Linked DNA regions of Mus musculus: regions 2 and 3 are each linked to region 1. The links are chromatin contacts, called in public HiChIP or PLAC-seq maps. All regions are on one chromosome and are shown on one strand. Each heading gives the region's core, a stretch centred on a gene start, on an enhancer-like site or on the middle of the called end of the contact. The rest is flanking DNA. Distances are from core to core; before and after follow the strand shown.

The links. HiChIP or PLAC-seq counts read pairs in DNA pulled down with a chosen protein or histone mark.
Region 2: a contact with region 1 is called in an H3K4me3 HiChIP or PLAC-seq map of embryonic basal ganglia, with 2.5 times the contacts expected there. The contact joins two enhancer-like sites. A contact is called at or near these places in 1 of 115 datasets of contacts at active chromatin or transcription factors (embryonic basal ganglia) and 1 of 9 other capture datasets (embryonic stem cells).
Region 3: a contact with region 1 is called in an H3K4me3 HiChIP or PLAC-seq map of embryonic basal ganglia, with 2.9 times the contacts expected there. The contact joins two enhancer-like sites. A contact is called at or near these places in 1 of 115 datasets of contacts at active chromatin or transcription factors (embryonic basal ganglia) and 2 of 9 other capture datasets (adipose tissue and liver).

Annotation. Positions count from the first base shown.
Region 1 is chr5:131,482,326-131,487,062 of GRCm38.p6, forward strand. All of the region lies in intron 6 of Auts2 (autism susceptibility candidate 2), which reads right to left. Among named protein-coding and RNA genes, the nearest start is that of Gm29681, 70 kb to the left of the region's middle. Within about 2 kb of position 2,641, at least 2 of the 459 cell types and tissues checked have an H3K27ac peak or open chromatin away from gene starts, as enhancers often do. A contact at or near this core is called in embryonic basal ganglia, where this site is marked.
Region 2 is chr5:131,821,907-131,826,643 of GRCm38.p6, forward strand. All of the region lies in intron 4 of Auts2 (autism susceptibility candidate 2), which reads right to left. Among named protein-coding and RNA genes, the nearest start is that of 4930563F08Rik, 56 kb to the right of the region's middle. Within about 2 kb of position 2,910, at least 37 of the 459 cell types and tissues checked have an H3K27ac peak or open chromatin away from gene starts, as enhancers often do. A contact at or near this core is called in embryonic basal ganglia, where this site is marked.
Region 3 is chr5:131,791,936-131,796,672 of GRCm38.p6, forward strand. All of the region lies in intron 4 of Auts2 (autism susceptibility candidate 2), which reads right to left. Among named protein-coding and RNA genes, the nearest start is that of 4930563F08Rik, 86 kb to the right of the region's middle. Within about 2 kb of position 2,851, at least 44 of the 459 cell types and tissues checked have an H3K27ac peak or open chromatin away from gene starts, as enhancers often do. A contact at or near this core is called in embryonic basal ganglia, where this site is marked.

The DNA of each region.
Region 1 (4,737 bases), core at 1,391-3,890:
AGCTAAGTTCCCTCTTTTGGCATCCTATATATCCTCCCAGGGGCCAGTGATAAACCTGCTCCCCAATCTGTTCGCACTATCTGTGGTGGCCCCCGTGGGAACCGATAGAAGCTAACCCACTGCAATCTGTCTCAGTGGTTTATGTATGAGTGCCATTGACATGCCTAGGATGAATCATAAGCTGTTCTAATGGTGATGAGAATGGGACTAAGCTTTGGAATATCCCGTTGAAGAAAGAGTAAGGAAGAAGGAGTTTTCACCGTTTTTTCCACAGTTATCTTTTGAATCCCACAATCTCCGAATGTATCTTACGACTTCAACATTCCATTGTGGTCAGGCGAGCATCATATGGGAGTCTGGTAGTGGGGCAAGCTCAGGTGCTTAATCTTTAGATACTTGTGTGACACTGAGTCTAGTGAGTGACTCTTTTCCTTTTTCCTTTTTGAGACAGAGTATCATATATCCCAGGCTGGCCATGAGCTCCATATGCAGCTAAGGAAGACCTTGAACTTCAGATCTCCTGCTACCACTATTCCCTTTATTAGGAGATTGCAGGGATGTACCACAATGCCTCGTTCGTTATTGCAATGCTTGGGATCAAACGCAGGACTTCACCGATGCCAGGCAAACACTCTACCAACGGAGCCACACCCCCAGATCCCTTTTACCTTTTTTTAAAAGGCAAGTCTGTTCGTCGTTACATTGACTTCTGGCGTGTGTAAAAATGTATGGTTTCTGTACATGGACATGTGGGTTATGTATGCATGGACATGGAAACCAGAGGATGTGGGAAATCCTGCTCTATCACTCTCTGCCTTATTTCTTTGAGACAGGATCTCTTCCTTTTCCTCTTTTCAACAGCAGAAGGCTGTCTGCTCAACCCATCATGACTTATGTCCCATTCCCTGCCCGCTCACTTCCAGCTGGACCATGCTCACTATAAAGACCTGGCTACATCACCAATCTTTTCACCATCCTATGTTCTCCAGTGATTCCTCTTCCTTTTTTTCTCCCCTTTTATTATAGAATAGAGTTTATTCAGGGCATGGGGAGGGGAATTGATAGGATAGGATAGGGTAGTAGAGATAGAGAAAGGCAGGGGGGGATGGGAGGAGGGGAGAGGCCAGCCATGAGTACATGGAGAGAGGGGGGAGGGGAATGGGGTGAGAGGGGGACCAGAGAGGACAGAGTGGGAGCAAGAAGGCAAGAGAGCAAGAGAAGCAATGATGCTTCCTGTCAACGAATTGTGTGGGGCCTTTCTAGGCAGCTGCCATGTTGAGACACCATGCCCCAACCCCTCACTGGAGGACATTAATCACGTGTTCTTTGTCTAAACGAAATCTGAACATTTGAAGGAATGTTTCAATTGGGGGACAGGTTCTTGCTAAGTTCCCCATAGTGGCCTTGAACTAGCCCTGCTGCCAGGGCAAGCCCTGAATGTGCCTTCCCTCCTCCTCAGACTCTGAAGTAACTGGGATTTCAGGCCTGAGTCAGTCACTTGACTCAGTCACTCACTTAAAGCTACCTACCATAAACAGCTCCTCTAATGACCTGCAGGGCTACACCTGCTGCTTGTGGGGGTTAGGCACGAATTTCTAAACTAACACAGAACCCATTAATTTTATACAACAACTTACTACATTTCTTCCCCAAAACATAAACAAATAAATGTGTATTTCGATAACAATACAACTTACTGCTATTGGAATTTTAATACTTTATTTTTTAAGGCTTATTTTTATTTATGTATATGTGCATGTGTATGGGCATGGGCATGGGCATGTGTATGGGCATGTATGTGTGGGTGCCCACAGAGGCCAGAGGAGGGTATCAGATCCCTTGGAGTTGGAGCTCCTGGTGGTTTGGAGCTGCCTGACATAGGTGCTGGGAACTGAACTCAGGTCTGCTGCAAGAGCCACACGTGTTCTGAAGAGCAGAGCCATTTCTCCAGCTCTGCAGCTTCAGGTTTTTGAAGAAGGGTCTCTTTAAATCATACACTTCCTTCAGCTCTGAACACACTGCCACACATAGCCTGAATGCCTGATTTCTTTAACTACATAATAATCAATTTACAAAAATTCTAAGCAAGCTTCTTTATAAGAGCAATTCTAAGAGGGAAAAAAAAATCACCATAATGAGAAAAACACTCAATAAACAATTACACATTAAGCCAGAAAAATTATGCCTCTTTGGAGTCGTTTCTGTAATTGGACAGTATACTGCAATAAAATAATAGCATATAATACAAGCCAATGGGAAATAATTAGATGTCATTTTGATGTTTAAAGATCCATTTTCCATATATAATAAAACTAATGTTCTGGTTTGAATCATAAAGGATTCTAATAGCTTGGTTATTTTTGTATTACAAGAAAAAAAGTAGGGCAATCAAAAGCATAGAGCTTTTTAATAACCAGGGATGGGTGGGGCCCTGCTGGCGTCTGTCTATGGTGTGCACACATGTGGACTCCACCGTAGCCTACAGACTTCATGAACACAAACACACAGGAAGGAAAGTAAATAAGAAAACATAAACAGGGCCACACCAGGGAATGGGAATGTAGAAGTGTTCACAGGGCTTCTATGTCTGTGTGCTTTATTTTATTCTTATCCATTTATTATGTACACATATGAATGGTGCAGTACATGTATGTGGATGTGTGGGTATGGGAACATGTGCATGTGTGTGGACAACTGGAGAGTCCTGGGTAGTTCTTTTTAAAATATTATTTATAGCCAGACATGGTGGCTCCTGCCTTTGTTCACAACACAGGTGGATCTCTGTGAGTTCGAAGACAGCCTGATCTACATAAAGATTATAGGCTAGCCTGGATATACAGTGTGGCCCTGTCTCAAATATGTTTTTTTAAATTTATTTTTACTTGTGTATATGGATGGTGATGGGGATATGCACATGTGTTAGGTTCCTAGTCCCCTGGAGCTGGAGTTACAGGCAGTTTTGAGCGAGCCACTGGATCAAGGTGGCTCTGTGGGTAAAGAGAGGCACTGTGGCTAAACCTGGAGACCTGGGGTTTTTCCTCCAAGCCCAGTGGTAAAAGGAAACGACAGCCTTCTCTGAATGTCCTAACAGACATACAAATAAGCTTGTCCACGTTCTATCCCAAAGTAAATGAATGATATGGTCATGGTTGTCTGTGACTACCCCAGTGCAGGGAACACTGAGACAGGCTGGGGTCTCTAGCACCCAGTAAGGAAAGGCAGGCATATCTCTGCGAGGTTTTTTACGCTAGCCAGGGCTACAAAATGAGACCCTATCTTAAAAATAAAGATAATGTGGACAATAATCAAGAAAGACACCAGATATTAATGTGTGTTTATAAAACACGCATTGAGTGTGCCTGCACACGCGCAGAAAGCATGCAAAAAGAAGGCTTGAGATGCAGGTCAGAAGTGAAGTGTTTGGACAGAATTGCTCAGCGAGAGGAGTGTGTCTTAGTGAGAGCACATGTTGAACATACACAAGCCCTTAGTTCAACCCCCAGAACTGCAAAAGTATATAAATAAATAACCAGTGTGGTGATTTGAATAGCAATGGCTCCCCATAGACTCGTGTATTTAAATGCTTAGTCCACAGAGAGGGGTATTATTAGTGGCTGTGACCTTATTGAAGTAGGTGTGGCCTTGTTGGAGGAAGTGTGTCACTGTAGGGATGGGCTTTGAGGTTTCCTATGCTCAAGCCATGCTCAGTGTGGCACACAGTCTCCTGCTGCCTTTGAATGGAGGTGCAGGACTCTCAGCTCCTCTCCAGCACCATATCCACCTGCAGTCTGCAATGTTTCTCCACCATGACGATAATGGACTAAACCCCTGAAACTATAAGCCGGCTCCAATTAAATGTCTTTTTGTTTTCGTTTTTTATATAAGAGTTGCTGTGGTCATGGCATCTCTTCACAGCAATGAAACCCTAACTAAGACAACCAGAAAATGGTAAGGGACAAGAGATTACATACAGAGGCCTCAACAAGGACAAAACCAGTGTACTTCACTTTCATGAGAAGAAAACAGAGTTTGGTCCAAACAATAAAAATTTCTAGCATAGGAGCCAGTGGTATGCATGGCTCATGGGTAAAGGCGTTTGCTGCTAAGCCTGATGACTTGAATTTGATCCCTAAGGATCCACATGATGTGAGGACAGAACCAATGTTAGCAAGCTGACCTTTGACCTCCACATATGTACGCAATACCCCCATAATAAATAAATTAATTTAATTAAAAAAATCTCTAGCATAGCAAGAGACTTGGAACACATCCCAGAAAGCACACTACATGATTGTATATGTGTCTGTTAGCAAGTATGCCACATGTGTTTGGATATCTGCGGAGGCTTATCTCCTGGAGTTGGAATTACTGGTAGTGTGACTCACTCAACACGGATAATGGGAACTGAACTTGGGTCTGATAAGCCATTTCCTCAGTCCCTGGGGCTCCCTGTCTGCCAGCCTCCCCTAATCAGCGAGTTCCAAGCTAGTAAGAGACACTGTCTCAAAGAGTGGATCCTTTCTGAGCAACATCACCATGGCTTCCGTCTAACCTCTACTGGAATGAACACATGTGTACATGTTCATCTACACCTATGTATACTGAGCACACACACACCCTTCCTTAGTGCTTTAACAAACAATACATACATGTCTACTAAATTACCTTCCCCTTTAAAAGACAGGTTGACAGGTAACCTAGGCCAGTTTCCAACTTCCTAGGTAATTTAGAATGGTC
Region 2 (4,737 bases), core at 1,660-4,159, 340 kb after region 1:
CACTGGGGGATTCTAGACAGGAGCTCTATCCCTGACCACACCCCCTGCCCCTCACTGGGGGATTCTAGGCAGGGTCTGTATCAGATTTGGGGCAAGTGCTCTACTACAGAACCATGCTCTATTCCTTAACTAATCCATGCCTTCAGCCCCTCACTGTGGGGTTCTAGACAAGTGCTCTACAACTGAGCCATGCCCTTGTTTCATACCTGGTGGATTCTAGGTCAGTGCCTTACCATTGGCCTACATTCCTGGCACTCCTTTTACATTTAGTTTTGAGATAGGGTCTCATTATGTTCCCCAAGCTAGCCTAGAACTTGTAACCTTTTCAGTTTATCATCCTGAGTAGCTAACATGACGGGCCTATGCCACCAGACCCATTTCAGGAACACAGTTTCTACCATGCTCTTAGTAACCAACTCCCACTCTAGCATGAGAGAAAAGACACTGTTTCCCCACATACTGAGCCAAGGTGGTACTGGCTTCCTTGTCTGGTAGGATGGTAGTTCAGTTAAACCTCTACCAGTCAGCTGTAACATTAACCAACGTGACTGGTAGAAATACCAGCATTAAAATTTTGTTAGAGGAAAGTAAAGGGACGATAGCAAGAACTCCACAATGACCTTCTTTCGAATGGCTACCCTGGGGATGGGTGTCTCCCTTGATATCTCCTTGCTCCTGTCTAAGCAAGGAGAGCATGGGTAACCCGTCTCTCTGAAGAGTCGGTTGAATGCAGAGACAGAAGTATATTAAGGATGACATGAGGGAGGCCTGGCGGTAAGTTGTAGTTGTCAAATGGACTGGAGATGCCGGAAAAGTGTTTAAATGAGGGCTTCTCCAGATCAGGCTGGCCTGGGAGGTGTGTTTATAGGGGATGATCTTCAGTATGTAAACTGAAGCAGTCATTACTTCCTAGGTGGAGGGCCCTGAGCTGTATAAGGTGAGCCGAGGAAAAGCAAACAAATAAGTAAGCAAGTGTGTGCAGTCTTTGCATTCTGCTCTTGATTCTGGAAATATGATGACCAGACCCTTCAAGTTCCAGCCACCACAATGGGCTATAACAAATAAACCCTTTCTCACTTAAGTTGCTGTTGCCTAAATTTTGTATCACACACACCTCTCTCCCTCCCACCCCTCACCACATACACACAAAACTAAGTCTGCTGTATGGGAGTGCAGGAACACAGGCTGTGGATAATAAGGAATGTGGACCATGATTGAGAACAAAGACAACCCCTGTAGGGATGTGTACAAAAAGTACCACTGACACTCTATTCCGAAAACTCTGGGAGAGTTTGTCTCCTGGAAACAGGTATGGTGGACAGACTTCTCCATGTTGCTGCCAGCCAGGTGGACCTCCTTCCCACGGGAACACACCCAGCCTTCACATTTTGTTCATGGACCTCAATGCTGGTTACTTTTCTCCTTGTTATGAACATTTATCTGATGAGAAAATGTAAGTGAAAAAGGGTTTATTCCTGACTGGGGTTTGAGATGGTACGGGTAGGAAAGGCACGGTTTTCAGGAGTGTTTGTATCTGGGCAGAGCAGGAAGCAGAGACAGATAAATACTGGTCCTTACGTTATTTTCTCTTTCTTTCCTTTTCGTCTAGTCCAGGATCACAACCTGCCACCAACATGCAAGATAAGTCCTCCTCCCTCTGTGAGGTACCTCTGCAAACAGCCTCAAGAGACAAGCCCAGAGGTGTTACCATCTAGATGACTCTAAATCCAGTTATAAGTTTTACAGCTTGGCATAGTAGTACATACCTTTAGTGCCAGCACTTGGGAAGCAGAGGCAGGCAGATCTCTACAAGTTCGAGGTTAGCCTGGTCTACAGAGCAAGTTCCAAGGCAGCCAGGGGTGCACAGTGATACCTTGTCTCAACACACACACACACACACACACACACACACACACACACAGACACACGATTAATTATAACTAATATTTCAGTATCTTATTGGATTCTACAGGGAAAATGGAGACATTGCTTTTTTAAAAAAAAAAAAAAGGTTCATTTTTATGTGAATGAGTGTTTTCCCTGAATGAATGAATGAATGAATGAATGAATGAATGTGTATGAGGTGCATGCTTGGTGCCTATGAATGTCAGAGGGATGAAGGATCTGCTGGAACTGTAGTTACAAATAGATGGTTGTAAGATGCCACGAGGGTGCCTAGAATGGAACCCAGGTACTCTTCAAGAGCAGTTAGCCCTTTCAGCACCAAGCCATCTCCTTAGTCCCTACCATCTCCACTTGATAACGGCGTTAGGTGTCTGCTTAGAGGCTAGCCTGCCCACCAGTTAATGCCAAACCAAGCTCTCAGTCCTACTGGGCTCCCATGAGAAACTGTGGAGAACTCTGACATCATCCACTTGGCATCCCAGGGGTTTCTCTGTCCATCAATGTCGAGTGCCAATGAATAGAGAGAAGGCCTCAGAACTGAGGGCTGCTTTCCCTGCTGGGTGAGATCTGGGCAACAGCCATGGCCTACCTAGCTGCCTACAGAGGCGCTGGAACTCCATCTCTGTCATCTTTATGCTCATGGCTCCACAAGAGTGGTATTGTTCTGGAGGCCCAGCTTCTGTTAAGATGACTAAAAGAGTGGCCTGACACACAGCATTACTTCCCAGATCCCAATTATGTATCTTTAAAATATCACCTATTAAGACCCAAATACTTTGTTAGTTGGTTGCAGCCCTTTGAGCAGGTTACCATGGATTTACACTGGCATAATGGGCCCTCGTGATGTATGTTCCCTGTCACCATTGAAACAACAGTCAGTGCGTCTGAGCGGGGCCCACCTGCCAAGCAATATGTTCTCAATCCCTCAGGCAGAGCGGTGTGCTGCTCCGCTAAGAAAACGTCCCCCCACTGAGCAAATGGCAGAGCCATGGAACAGGGGCGTCTGTGAGCGCCTGCGTAAAAGCCTTGGCTGGTCCTCCTGGCAGGAGCAGCAGGAAGGGGCAGTGGGGGGTATTGCTGACAAGCTTCACTGCACAGGGACAAGCAACAAGCATGCAGAATCAGGACCTGCCTGCCTTCCTCTGCTTTTCTCCCTTTCCCTCTTCCTTCCATTTCACTCTTACCTCTCCTTCCCTTTTTCTCATCCTCTCTTTTCTTCTACCTTCCTCTCTCCTTCCTTTCCACCTCTCTCTCCTCTCTTTTCCTCTCTTATTCTCCCTTCCTTCCTTCTGTCCTTCCTTCTCTTCCCTCCTCCCATATTTTTTGCTCCACCCCTTCTTCCCCTCCCCCCTCTCTCTTTCTCTTCCTCCCTCTCTTCCTCTCTCTCTGCCCTTTCCTTCTCTCTGCTCTTCCCAACTCCTTCCTTTTGTTCTTCCTAATGGAAGACCACAGGCTATTGTGCACACCCATCATTATCTCAAATGGCTTCAGGGTGGGTGCCTGGGGCCAATTGTTAACAGACCAGTATAATACACTAGTGCTTCTTCTCAGCTGCCCGGGGATTTTGTTAGCATCCAAAGATGCTTGCTGATGCAGATCCTGCTTCCCACAGAACAGTAGGCTGCAAACAGCCAGTCACTCAAGATCTGTGGAGGTCACATTTCATCACACTGCCTCCTCCAAGAACTCCCACTACCCTAAAGCTCGGTGTCATCCCTAGATCGAGAGGCAGGCACCATCCTTACCTAGGAAAAGCAGACTTTTTTATTCTGCACAACACATGGACTAGGGGCTTGGGCGGGGAATGCTGTGGCTAATTAGTGATAGCAGGAGGTCTGTGCTGTGAAGAATGCCTCCAAGGTGCTGAACAATTCTGCTGCTAGTTTCTCCTAAGATAGAAAACAACAGTTAAATGAATAAGCCCTCTGTGGGTTATGTAACAAGCAAGGGGTGCAAGGCTGTTCTAAGTAGTCAAACAAATGCACTACAGCTTCTTTTTAAAGTATGTGTGTGTGTGTGTGTGTGTGTGTGTGTGTGTGTGTGCGCGCGCGCGTGCATACGCTATAGTACACTGGAGCATCAGAGGACAACTTCAGGTGTTAGTCCATCATCTTCTTCCTTTGAGACAGGGTCTCTTGCTTCCCACCTCCATGTGTACCAAGTTAGCTTGTCCCACAAGCTTATGGGAATTTCTTGTCTCAGGCTCCCTTTGTTTGTTTGTTTGTTTTTGTTTGTTTGTTTTGTTTTTAGAGACAGGGTTTCTCTGTGTAGCCCTGGCTGTCCTGGAACTCACTCTGTAGACCAGGCTAGGCTCGAACTCAGAAATCTGCCTGCCTCTGCCTCCCAAGTGCTGGGATTACAGGCATGGGCCACCACTGCCCAGCTTTTTAATTGGTCTGGAGTTGACATGCATTTCTACTGTATCTGGCTTTACATGGGTTCTGGGGATTCAAGCTCAGGACCTCACACTTAAATGCAAGGAGCTTTCAAAGCTACAGTTTTACCTGAGCGTTTGAACCTCCTGTTAAAATGTCCTAACACCCAGAGAGTTCTAAAGGCCATGATGTGTCACAAATAGTCCTTGTCAAGTGTCTGAGAATGGGAGCTTTTCCATGACTGTGCTAATGAGAACTTTTTTGTTTTTTTCTGATTCATTTATTAATCAGGAGGAAGCCAAGGACTAAAGAACTAACCCAAGAGGCACAATGAAGCAAAGAACAAAGGCCAAATCAGAACTAGCTTGCTCCCACTGCAACGCCTAGGTTACTGCTTAGCTGATAAGCATTAAAAGAACTTGAATATACCAAGCCGGAAAAGAAGGCAGAGAATTTG
Region 3 (4,737 bases), core at 1,601-4,100, 310 kb after region 1:
CTGGCTCACACACAGCTAATGTTCTTGTATAGACAAGACCCATCAGTCTAAGGAGGTGGCCACCACCGTGGGATGAACACTCCCATATCAATCACCAATAAAAACAATCTCTGGAAGGCATGGCCACAGGTCGATTTGATCTGGGTAACTCCTCAGTTGAAGTTGCCTCTTCCCAGGGGACTCTACATTATGTTAGATTGACAATAAAATACAACCATTCCACTATGTAAAGCTGGCTGTGCTGTTGTGTATTTGTAATCTTATGGCTACTATGATTAGATAGGGATAGGATGCAGAGACAGAATCCCCTGAAGCTCCTGAGCCAACATTCTGGTGTATACAAAGGCACAAAAAGACCCTGCATCAAAGCTTAGTTGTCCTCAGACATCTTCTGCTATATTCAGCTGTAGATGCAAATGAACACACAACCTTCTCTCTCTCTCTCTCTCTGTCTCCCTGTCTCTCTCTGTCTCTGTCTCTGTCTCTCTCTCTCTCACACCAACAAAAACCAAACATGCTATGATGCCATGAGCTATTTCACTGAAATGGAAACATGACTATGTTCATGGTTAGTTGTGGTTACATCAAAAATCCCAGAAGGGAGTTGAACATTCAAGTTCTTTTATTAAAAAAAAAAATTACATTTTAAAAATCTTTTTGTGTGTGTGCACACTTGCATGTGTGCACATGTGCCGCCCACACTGCTCTTGTGGAGATTGGAGGACAGCTTGTGTGAGTAGGTTTTCTACTAGCACGTGGGTCCTGGGAATCAACTTAGGATTGTCGGGTTTGGTAGCAAGTAACTTTACCTGCTAAGCCCTCAAGTTCTCTTTTTAGAGCAATGAAATAGAGTGACGGTATCTGCCTCTGAGGGCGAGCTAAGAGGAGCCATGAAAAATGCTATTGTCATCGTCCCTCTGCAATGAAAGGAACAAGAGGCATACAATTAGATACACTGGGTTACTTTAAGATTGGCAAACACACAGAGGAAAAAAGCCTAGAAAGAGATGCACGAAACAGTCACACCATTTACTTCTAAGTGATAAAGGATGTGGACTCTTTTAAGCTATACTTATAAATTCTCTGAAGCTTTTGTGTGTGCGTGTGTGTAGGTCAGTCCTGAATACTGTTGTTCTGCATCCACTGTCTATCTTATCCTATGAGATGGGGTATTTCATTGGCCTGGTGTTCAGGTTGGCTAGACAGTGAGACTCATGGATTGCCTGTCTCCATTGTGTGTCCACGCCACCATGACTGTTTTTCCCTCCATGCTTTCTGGGGATGAAACCCGGGTTCTAATGCCTACATGGTCAACCTTTTACTGACTGAGTCATCTCTCAAGCCCCCTTCTGAAATCTTCTTTAATGATGACTTTTTTTCCAGTGAAAGGAAAAACAGATACACACAGTGACATATAATTGCCACCCTGGGGTCCCACTGGACACTGATCTCCAAAGGGCTCTAAGAATAGCATCGCTGTCTTTGCAGGACATTTCTCCCGTCTGTTTAGGCCACAATGTATTTTACTGTCCGTGCAGACTTAAGTTGTTGTTATTACCATGGTTGGTGTTCTGAGACAGAGTTCCATACAGGTTGGCCTTGAACTGGCCATACAGCTGAGGATGATCTTTCACTCCTGATCCTTCTGCCTCAACCTCCCAAGTGCTGGGATTACAGACTTCCACCATCATTCCTGGGGGTTGAATCCAGGGCCTACAATACCAGGCAAGTATACCATACTACCAACTATGCCATATCCCCAGCCTGGATCTAAGTTCTAACACTTAACACAGAGCTTGGGAAAGTTACATAATCTTACCAAGTCTCAGTGTCTCTCATCTAACGAGTGGGGATGAGGACATGTAGCCTCTATATGTGTGTGCATTTAAATGACAAAATGCATCATTTCATTAAGTCCTTAAACCTGGTATACAGCCACAAGCAAATGTCTAATACCTGTTATCAGTGAGCCCTGTCTCTTTGTTCTATGTGGTATTGTGTAAGTTGCCCATCTGGGTGAGATGTTAGCACTTACAGAACTAAAATACACCCCGAAGTTCTACAGTGCATCCCAGCCCAGGATGGCCCAGTGGTCTCTGCCTCCAGGAAGCATCTTGGAAAGAGAGTGACAGCCCAACAGGCTGAGGGAGAACCCAGACGCTTCTACTAGGAACAGGGCCATATGAGCCTCTGGACTCTGCAGTGTGCACAACATGCCTTTCAAGATGAGAGAGAAGCAGATGGTCTTGATGAGAGGCCCCAGGGTTCTGATCCTGCTATGGGACTAATGGTATAAAAAAAAATAAAAATAAATGAAAAGAAAAGAAAAGAAAAAAAAAAAAAAAAGGAAACCTCTAGGCTGCCTGTCCACCCTAGGCAGTATGGGCACCTGCTTCCCAGATCTGGGAAAGAAGTACAGAAGGCAGCCGGAGTGCCGGGCTCCCATTTGGAGCAACAGCTATTTCCAAATCTTCTAAACCACACTCCACCATGTTTTGGAAGAGAAGCATGCAAATAACAGTTTGCAAGCTGCCAAGAGTGTGGGTTTCACAGCGCACATTGCAGAGCTGACGCCTGTCACGGCAAGACAACGAGAGAGCACTCCATCTCTCTTTCTCTCTCTCTCTTCCCCTTCTAGATCTTAAAGGGTTACGCCTGGAAATTGCCTAGCTGGGCTTCTGGGACAGCATGAAGGATGACTGCCATTGCCACGGTCAGCTATGACAGCACCAATTTGACGTGCCGCCATCAAGGGCCTTCTAAGAGCTGAGCGCCCTGATGGTTTTGTGATGCGAATCGTCACATTGCAAAATGGTTTTCCTCTCCCGCTGCCTCTGCCTCCATCTGCTGCTGGGCTAAAGGCACAGCCGGCTGCCTGCCTGTCACAGCATGTATTAAAATTAGCTGGGGAGGAGGCACTCAGTTGTGCTAATTACATTTTAATCATTGGAAATGTGTTGGCAAATCAAGCCTTGATTGCCATCTCGGAGTCTGTCTCCTCCAGCAGAGTGGAGGGGCCGTCTGCATTTGGCGGGGCCTGCTGGGCTTCTCCTTTCACAGAAGATAGACTGGGGGCCCTGCTGGCCCACCACTGAGACTGCTTTTGGCACATTATTAAAAAGCCACAAGGCTTGTTTCAAATCATCCCTGTGTGAGACCCGCTCATTCTCACTTCCCCATCATCCGGCAACTTGGTACTTTTAACTCTCTCGCTTTAGTGGGCTGATGGATCTTGAAGGCTCAAAGAGACCATGTGTGTCAGAGATGGGGATACAGGGTGGTGAGAGGCTGCCATCATGTTCTCCCAGTAACTGGGGACCAGGAAGGGGTCCGATGACAGGAAACCTGTCCTCAGGGAGTGGGAGGTGACCTTGATAGGCTTCTGCTGCTAAGAGCCGCGAGTCTACGGGTAGAAGAAAGTGACTCAAATAAATGATCAAGACCCATGAAAAAGAGCCAAGGAGCACAGAGGATGTTCTTGGCTGTTCAAAGTAGGCTCAGACACAGTCATTCCGTTAGCCCCTGTTCCCTAGTGTTTCCTGGAGGCATGCTTGCTGTATGAGGGACAAAGACTAACCCAAATGTTGAAGCTAGTGCAATTTCCAAAGTTGGGCACAAAGCCATAGTTATGCCATGAAAACATTAGGTCGAAAGTTTAATTATACATAGCCAGGTTGAAAAATGTCTAGTTATGTAATCATATACAGCTTTTTTTTTTTCTGTTCCTATACCTCGGGTTTCTTCACGTGTTAAAAAACAAACACAGAGTGTGATGTATCACAGGCAAGCTTTCAACTTGCTATATAGCTGAAGATGCTCTTGAACATCTAATTCTCCTGCTTCTAGCTCCAGAGTGCTGGGATTATAGGCCTCGCAGCATCATGCCTGGGTAACACAGTGCTAGGGATCAATCCTATGTTAGGCAAGCAATTTGCCAACTGAGCTACAGCCCCAGCTACTAAGGCTGCTTCTGTGTGTGGCACAGGAGAAAAAAAAACATGGTAAAGAAAGGATAATGCACCCCCTCTCTTCTCCAGTGCAACCCAAACTCAAACCCTACAACAGCATGTAGAAACTGAGTAGTGGCACTGGGGTTGGCAGACGGACTTAAGAGTGAGCCTTGGCAAGGGCTTCTAGGAGACATGTACTAGATGCTAAGGAAAAGTAGATTTCAAAGTCAGGCTGCAGAGAGGTCTGGGAACAGCAAGGACCAATTTCCTGGGCAGGGTTGGGAGAGGACACTCATTCCCTTGTGGGTGTAAATGCGTCTTTGTTTGACTGTGGGTACATGCAAACATCCTAAGAGGTTTGATGATGGTCTGGGGCTCCCACTCCATGCTTGCTTCTCCTTCCACTTTTAATAAGAATCACATTATAGATATCTCTCAACCCAATATTGAAGAGAGAAAGAGATGCTAAAAGGGAGACCTTGGGCTTATAGTCATCCATAAGATGACCCATTAAATAGAAGCCACCTAAGAAAACACCATGAGGGACAAACACTATAGGTGGCTAGACCCTAGCTGGTCCTAAGCAATGGGAGTGCACAACAATTTCTGACAGAGCCACTATGGTTGGAAATGGTATTTTTGGCAAGGGATGGCTGTTGCCACATTGAACTGGAGGCAGCAGCTGTGATTATTTGCATGAGACCTCGAGAATCTACAGACAGAATTTCCTGGAAGAAATGGGCCATAGGCTCACCCTTGTCTGAGGACACTTAAACAGGTAATACTT